2 separate regions of the Aedes albopictus genome follow, and region 1 is linked to region 2. A link is a contact called in public Hi-C data. All regions are on one chromosome and are shown on one strand. The core of a region is the stretch at or near the end of the contact, and the rest is flanking DNA. Distances in the headings are between cores, read along the strand shown.

Region 1 (2,953 bases), core at 418-2,917, 150 kb after region 2:
AAATTCAACCACCAACAGCTCATTTTAAAAGCTGAACCTGAGAATATGGTATATGAAAAACTTGTGCGGCTAGACCAATTCTGCTAGAAAGTCACGGAAAAACTGCTATTTTTCGAATATTTAAGGTAAATGTCACGGACTACCTTCGAAAAATGCCAAATGATATTCACCGTGAATATCATTGGGGTTTTTCGAAGGTAGTCCGTGACATTTACCTTAAATATTCAAAAAATAGCAGTTTTTCCGTGACTTTCTAGCAGAATTGGTCTAGCCGCACAAGTTTTTCATATACCATATTCTCAGGTTAAGCTTCTAAAATGTGCTGTAGGTGATTGAATTTAGATATGACAAAATGAATTTTTCAACACTGTAGAAAACTAATCCCAAGGTTTTCTTTTTTATCAAACCATAGAACGGCAGGTATCCAGATCTTATGGTCTGTATTCATATTTACTCTAAACGTATATTCTATTATGTACACTTCAGCAATCAGAAATGAGAAACCGATCTAGCTACAATAATAAAAACAGAACTATGTGTAACAATCTACCACTTCATTTCAGTAGTCTCTAACGCGTGAATAAACTCTTGAAAATTTGCAAACACATGTCTTGGGTCTATTTCTGAATCCGAACAAACTTCCTGTTTATTCACATTAACCAAAATACTGGCCCAACCGGCCCGTTTTGCACCTACATAGTCCAGCTTGGGAGTATTGCCAACGTGCAATGCTTCGCCAGGAAGCACCGACGAGCTGCAGAGACTCAACGCAAAGTCGAAAATCTCCTGACTAGGCTTCTGAATGCCAACATCGTAGCTTGTCACAATGAAATCAGTCGGAATTTTCATCGCCTCCAGTATGTGGCTCAATCTTGGATCAAAGTTGGATACTATTCCTATCTGCTTGCCATGGGCACGCGCCAATTCCACCATCCGGTCGGCCATATCGACTTTGGTCCAGCAGTATCCTGTTGCGTAGTCTTCTATGAGCTGGTCAGCGACACGCCCGAGCATCGCCTCGCTCAGGTGCCGATGGGAATCGCGGAAAATGTCCATGACCAGCGTCCGCCACCACCAACGCCAGTCGTACTTTGATCCCTTGCCGAAGTTAGGATAATCACGTGCCATTCGCTTGAAGTGCTTTCCGAAACATACCGAAAGGGCCTGCTCCTCGATGCCGTGGCATCCTAGATGGCGAGCTGCCATAGCATACTGCATTTCCGGTGGACGAGAGAATCTCAACAAAGTATCCGTCACATCGAAGGTCACCAACTTGAAGCGGGACAAGTTCTTCCGCACCAGTCGCGAGTTGATGCTCATTGTTGGCCTTCTTGTCTAGTCTTGCTGTGATGAGCGATAACAAAGAGAATGGATTTTTTTTATCAGTCATCCTACAAACACATGAAGCTGCTTACCTTTGAACTATCACTATTAGATTTGCACAATCTACATTAACTTCAGCACTAATAACACAGATTTGTCGTTTTATAAATTCATGTTGACTAAATTTCAGAATTCAGTAAGCCTAAATAAATAGCACCGCAGAAGAGGAAGTTTTACGAGCGTTTACATCACAGAACAACAAATCATTGTGAACTCACTTTGTTTACGCCGTGCATCCTCTTATCTTTTTCGTTTCGTCCGAATGCAATTTTTATTAATCTTCGTTCGCCGCACACAAGAGAAGATCAAGCGACCCCTCGGCCCACGACGAATGAACATCGCAATGATGTGCATTAACAATATGACGTGCTGGTTGCGTGCATCGAGGGGTTAACACGAGATGAACATCACAGGATGTTGATTCACCATAAATTTAGCGAACATCACTTTACTTTTTATCCGACGAACCACATTGAATTTCTTACATTTCAGTCTATTCCAGTTAGGTACTTGGGTATGCATTTGGTAGTCCACAACTTGGAAGGAGCGTTCAATATTTATAGTTCTAGTTCTCATAAACCCAACATCTTTTCTTCACCTTGTCTTTGAAAGGCGAGCAGTGTCGACACTATGCCTGTTTCGAACTGATCCGGTGCTCACCCTTCTTTACTATCGAGGAAAATTTGATCCTACGACCAAAATAGGCATCGAATTCTGTCTTCATTGCTTCAATCTATCGGTCCCGGTCATCCCGGCTTAGCGCTTCCTGCAGCGTATCAGGGTCCTCGGATACCTGTGGAATGTATTCCGGCGAGAGATGGTGGCCGTTATCAGAAGAAACATCCAACTTGCGCCACCAGTCCAACTGCCAAGCTCCCGTGCTGTGAAACACATCCTCGTCCTGGTTTTCGTTCATCTCGTCGTCGATTCTGGGGAGTTTCAAACTTTTGAGGCAAGACAGTATACACTGATAACAATAATGAGATTTACACGTCATGTAAACTTCATTTTGGTCATGTGAACTTACTGTTATGTCATATCATGTCATGTAAACACTCAGAGTCATGCTGAATTACATGACATATAATGTATGCACAGACAAACAGACATACTACTTAGAAGAAATTTGTTTCAAAATCATCGTTTGGCATCTCACTAGCACCCTCTATAATGCTCAATCCGAAGCATTCATTTGCAGGTGTTGTTTTCCTCGGTTCGATGTAACAATTTAGCAGGTGACGACTAAAGACACTATATGCAAAGACACGAAATGTTCCAATTGGAATTCCAAATTTGCTGTCAATGTCATTCCAATCGAGCAGGAGACCTGTCAAACGCGCTTTAAAAGCATTGCTCGACAGCATCATCGTCATGACGCGACAATCATCATCAATAGCAACAATCATCAGATTTCGTGTCTTTAGCATACAGTGTCTTTAGTGACGACTCCCTCGTGGCATCACCCATTCATAAAACATGAATGAAGGTTCATGATTGAGTCATTTTATGTAAACATTGATCGGCGTCGCGTTCATTTCTCTCGAAAATTGAGAGGTGATGTAGGCACAGC
Region 2 (3,110 bases), core at 53-2,552:
TCTCACACGTGCTGATTGTCGTTTTCGTACAAAGCTGAAATAAATTTACATCCATAATGATCGGATCGGTCCCGTCGTTTATCACACCTTCAATATCTAGTAGGTGGGTATTATAGGAACTGCCTATGATCGCATATCAGTCCCATATTTGCTGGGTTTCCTATTCATATGGGACAGTTATGCGATCATAGGCAGGGAAGGTCTAGTAGAGAAACGAGATATTTTTTCTTACGTGATCGGTGGACAGCGTCGCACTAACGGAGTCATTCAGTGGTAAAATCAGGTCTTCATCGCGCTTTCCCCCTTCGATATGGAAAATATAAAAAGGATGTTTTATTCAATTTTTAATATTTCTACGTGTTTTACTATTGATACTTACAATATTTTATTACAGCAATATTTACAGGAGCAATACAAGTAACAGAGAGCATTTTCATGGATTGCTTTCGTAGAATCTGATCGACGACGTGGCTACAGACTACGGTATGAGTAAGTATCTAAATGATCGCTGCTTCACTGCGTCCGCGTTTAGGAAGACCCCACAAGAGACTGATGTGCTGTATTTACATCGCTCATTATCAATTTCTCTTTCGGCTTTCTGCTTTTTCGGTATTCTGGAATGTAAACAAACAACCGGTATTGTTAGTAATGGTATTGGTGATGTGAGTAACGCTTATGCGATGGTATTGGGCAGTTTAATGAAAACTTACCTTATTTGCAGATATGGCGAGTCAATTTTGCGAGAAATGCCTGTTGAAAATATGGTCCCGTCCTGGAAATCATCGGATAAAGTCGAGGAATATGCTGTAGCAATCCAAAGAGACTCATCAATCGATCAGTGTATTCTTCTATATTACCGAACTATTTCGAATATGTTTGGTGGATGATGATTCCAGCTTCGATTAAACATGACCAAAGCCATCTTTACTGATCTGACAATCGGGACTTCAACGCATTCCTTTCTAATTTAGGTAAGTACAATAATAATAGTATTGTTTTATTTGTTGATTCAACATACTTGTTAACAACAGTTCAATCAAAAAATGTTTATTGTACATATGTAAAATGATATTCACTATTATGTATTTTTATGTATTTCTTAATCGCCATTAAGGCTTGTTATAAAAATTATTTACATTTCTGTTTTCTGCACTGCAAGGAAAAATTATATTGTCATCTTAGTTATTCGCTTGGTTATTCGCGCTTGAAGTTGCTTGAAATCCATGTTGTGCGTACAGTAATCTAAAACTGTCGCACCATATTCAGTACATCACAACCAATATGGCTAAACGTCAAACTGACAGTGGCAGTAACGTGTAGAGCTGCATTACATTCAAAACAGGGAATCTAAAATTTCAAAAAAGCACGTGCTATTTTCCCCACTGCGCTTGTGCAACGTGCATTTGTTTACATCCAGCCGACCAATCAGAGCGTTTGTTGTTGTTTATCCGGCCAGCTGATTTTGACGGACCGTGCAGCTTTGTCGGTATTGATTTTTCAAATTTCATCGATTCACTCGACGAAGCTGGAAAAGTGTGAAAATACTCGCAGGACTTCGCAACGGCGGAATTTTTCGTCCGTGGAAAATTTGAGAAAAGTGATGATTTTTTGAAGTTTTCCTTACCGAATGGTTGCCCAGTGTGTTCGTCATGATGGAACTACTAGACGCTGGTAGATATAGTGAGAGTTTTCATGAGATTTTCGTTAGAAATCTCGCAAACAGGTATTTTCCTCAATGGAGGACTGGAATCCTTTGTACAAATAATCCTATCCTTAAATTTCATAACTAACCCCTCATCTGCGACACAACACATATTTCATTTGTTTAAATATGCTTCAGGAAATGTAAGGATGATAAAATTAAGCGTAAGGAACGTAGTATTCAGGTAACTCTGGTAAGGCGTATTTTTCCAATTTTAATGTTGTTGCAAAAATGGCCGCCATTTTTAAACTTAGTTCTCACCCTCTTATTTTCAACCACCCCCTTTGAGCTGTCAAACGGGGTGGTGTAAGGGGGTGAGAAAGTTCATTGGACTTTTTGATCGATTGTTTTGGTTCGGGCAGTGATGCCAGTTTTTTTTAGTTGCATTGGAAGTGTTTTGGCGGGAAAACTAATTTGAATTTGGTACAACAGGAAGGCGAATCGTTATCATCGTGGATCGAGGTCGCTCCCAACGCGTCCAAATTCGCCATCTACAATGCGATCCGGTCGATTGTGCTGGAGGCTGAAACCAAGAACGCCAGATTGAATCTGCCGGGAGGAACCGCGGGCAAGCTGGTCAAATCATTCTGCTATCATCAGAACTCCGGTAATGATAACGAACAAAATTGCCTGTCGTGCAAGGAAAAAGTTAAGGATGGCGGATCGTTCAAAGATACGGATGTTCCCGAGTTTGATTTCGAGGATAACTTCGAACCAGAAGAGTTACAGACTTTTAACGTCCCTAAGGTATAGGACTTGTAGTTTCAATTTAGATATAACATTGTAATGTACTTAAATCTTTGTAGATCGTTGGAGCTGGTTTGGAAAGTTTATTTGAAATCATATCGGAAACTAGAACGGAACATCCTAGAATTTGCACCAAGGCATTGAAGTCTCTCTATGATATTATTCAAGGTAAGTATTTCTGTTAACTCAGGGTACGATAGCTTGGTACCCTTCCAACATATCGTCAAGCTTTAAGTTTACAACTGTACTACCCTCGAAGCCATTTGGTTTCCCGGAAGTTGCCAAGAGCACACTGTAGCATCTCCCAATTGCTAATTGACATAATTTGTGGTTAGAACTAGGGCGATATCTAATCACCTCTTATCCTCTAACCTTCGTTCTTGATCAATGAAAACTCCAATGGTGATTGCTTTCGCTTTAGTTAGTTTGATCATAAACCAAACATTTCTAAGGCCAACAATAGTTTGTAGGGCATACCTATGTTCGAATGATATGTCATCTGTGTGATACTGTACAATTCCAACTACAGCGTCACGGGGTACGATTGGTTTGTCTAATAATTGCATAGGCTTTCTTAAAATTTCTTCAGTTATCTAAGTAACGATTTATAAACTTCTAAACTATTATTGCTGTATGTTAAACTATAATAGTTGTTCTTCCT

Evidence for each region. Hi-C and Micro-C count contacts between places; a contact is called where the count stands out from the background.
Region 1: a Hi-C map of embryo shows a contact between it and region 2, with 4 times the contacts expected there. The contact joins the promoter of LOC109431375 here to the promoter of LOC109431372 in region 2. A contact is called at or near these places in 2 of 3 Hi-C or Micro-C datasets (embryo and whole body).

The regions. Positions count from the first base shown.
Region 1 is chr1:159,507,045-159,509,997 of AalbF5, forward strand. LOC109431375 (rhythmically expressed gene 2 protein) reads right to left here and starts at 1,668. Exons shown (of 2, transcript XM_062845654.1): 1 at 1,416-1,668; 2 at 1-1,340. The coding sequence starts at 1,320. The coding sequence ends at 547. It overlaps LOC109431372 (E3 ubiquitin-protein ligase highwire), which reads left to right. Exons shown (of 42, transcript XM_062845647.1): 42 at 1-603.
Region 2 is chr1:159,359,887-159,362,996 of AalbF5, forward strand. LOC109431372 (E3 ubiquitin-protein ligase highwire) reads left to right here and starts at 1,303. Exons shown (of 42, transcript XM_062845647.1): 1 at 1,303-1,866; 2 at 2,135-2,449; 3 at 2,509-2,617. The coding sequence starts at 1,693. It overlaps LOC109431404 (diphosphomevalonate decarboxylase), which reads right to left and starts at 987. Exons shown (of 7, transcript XM_062845652.1): 1 at 711-987; 2 at 380-614; 3 at 233-303; 4 at 1-34. The coding sequence starts at 437.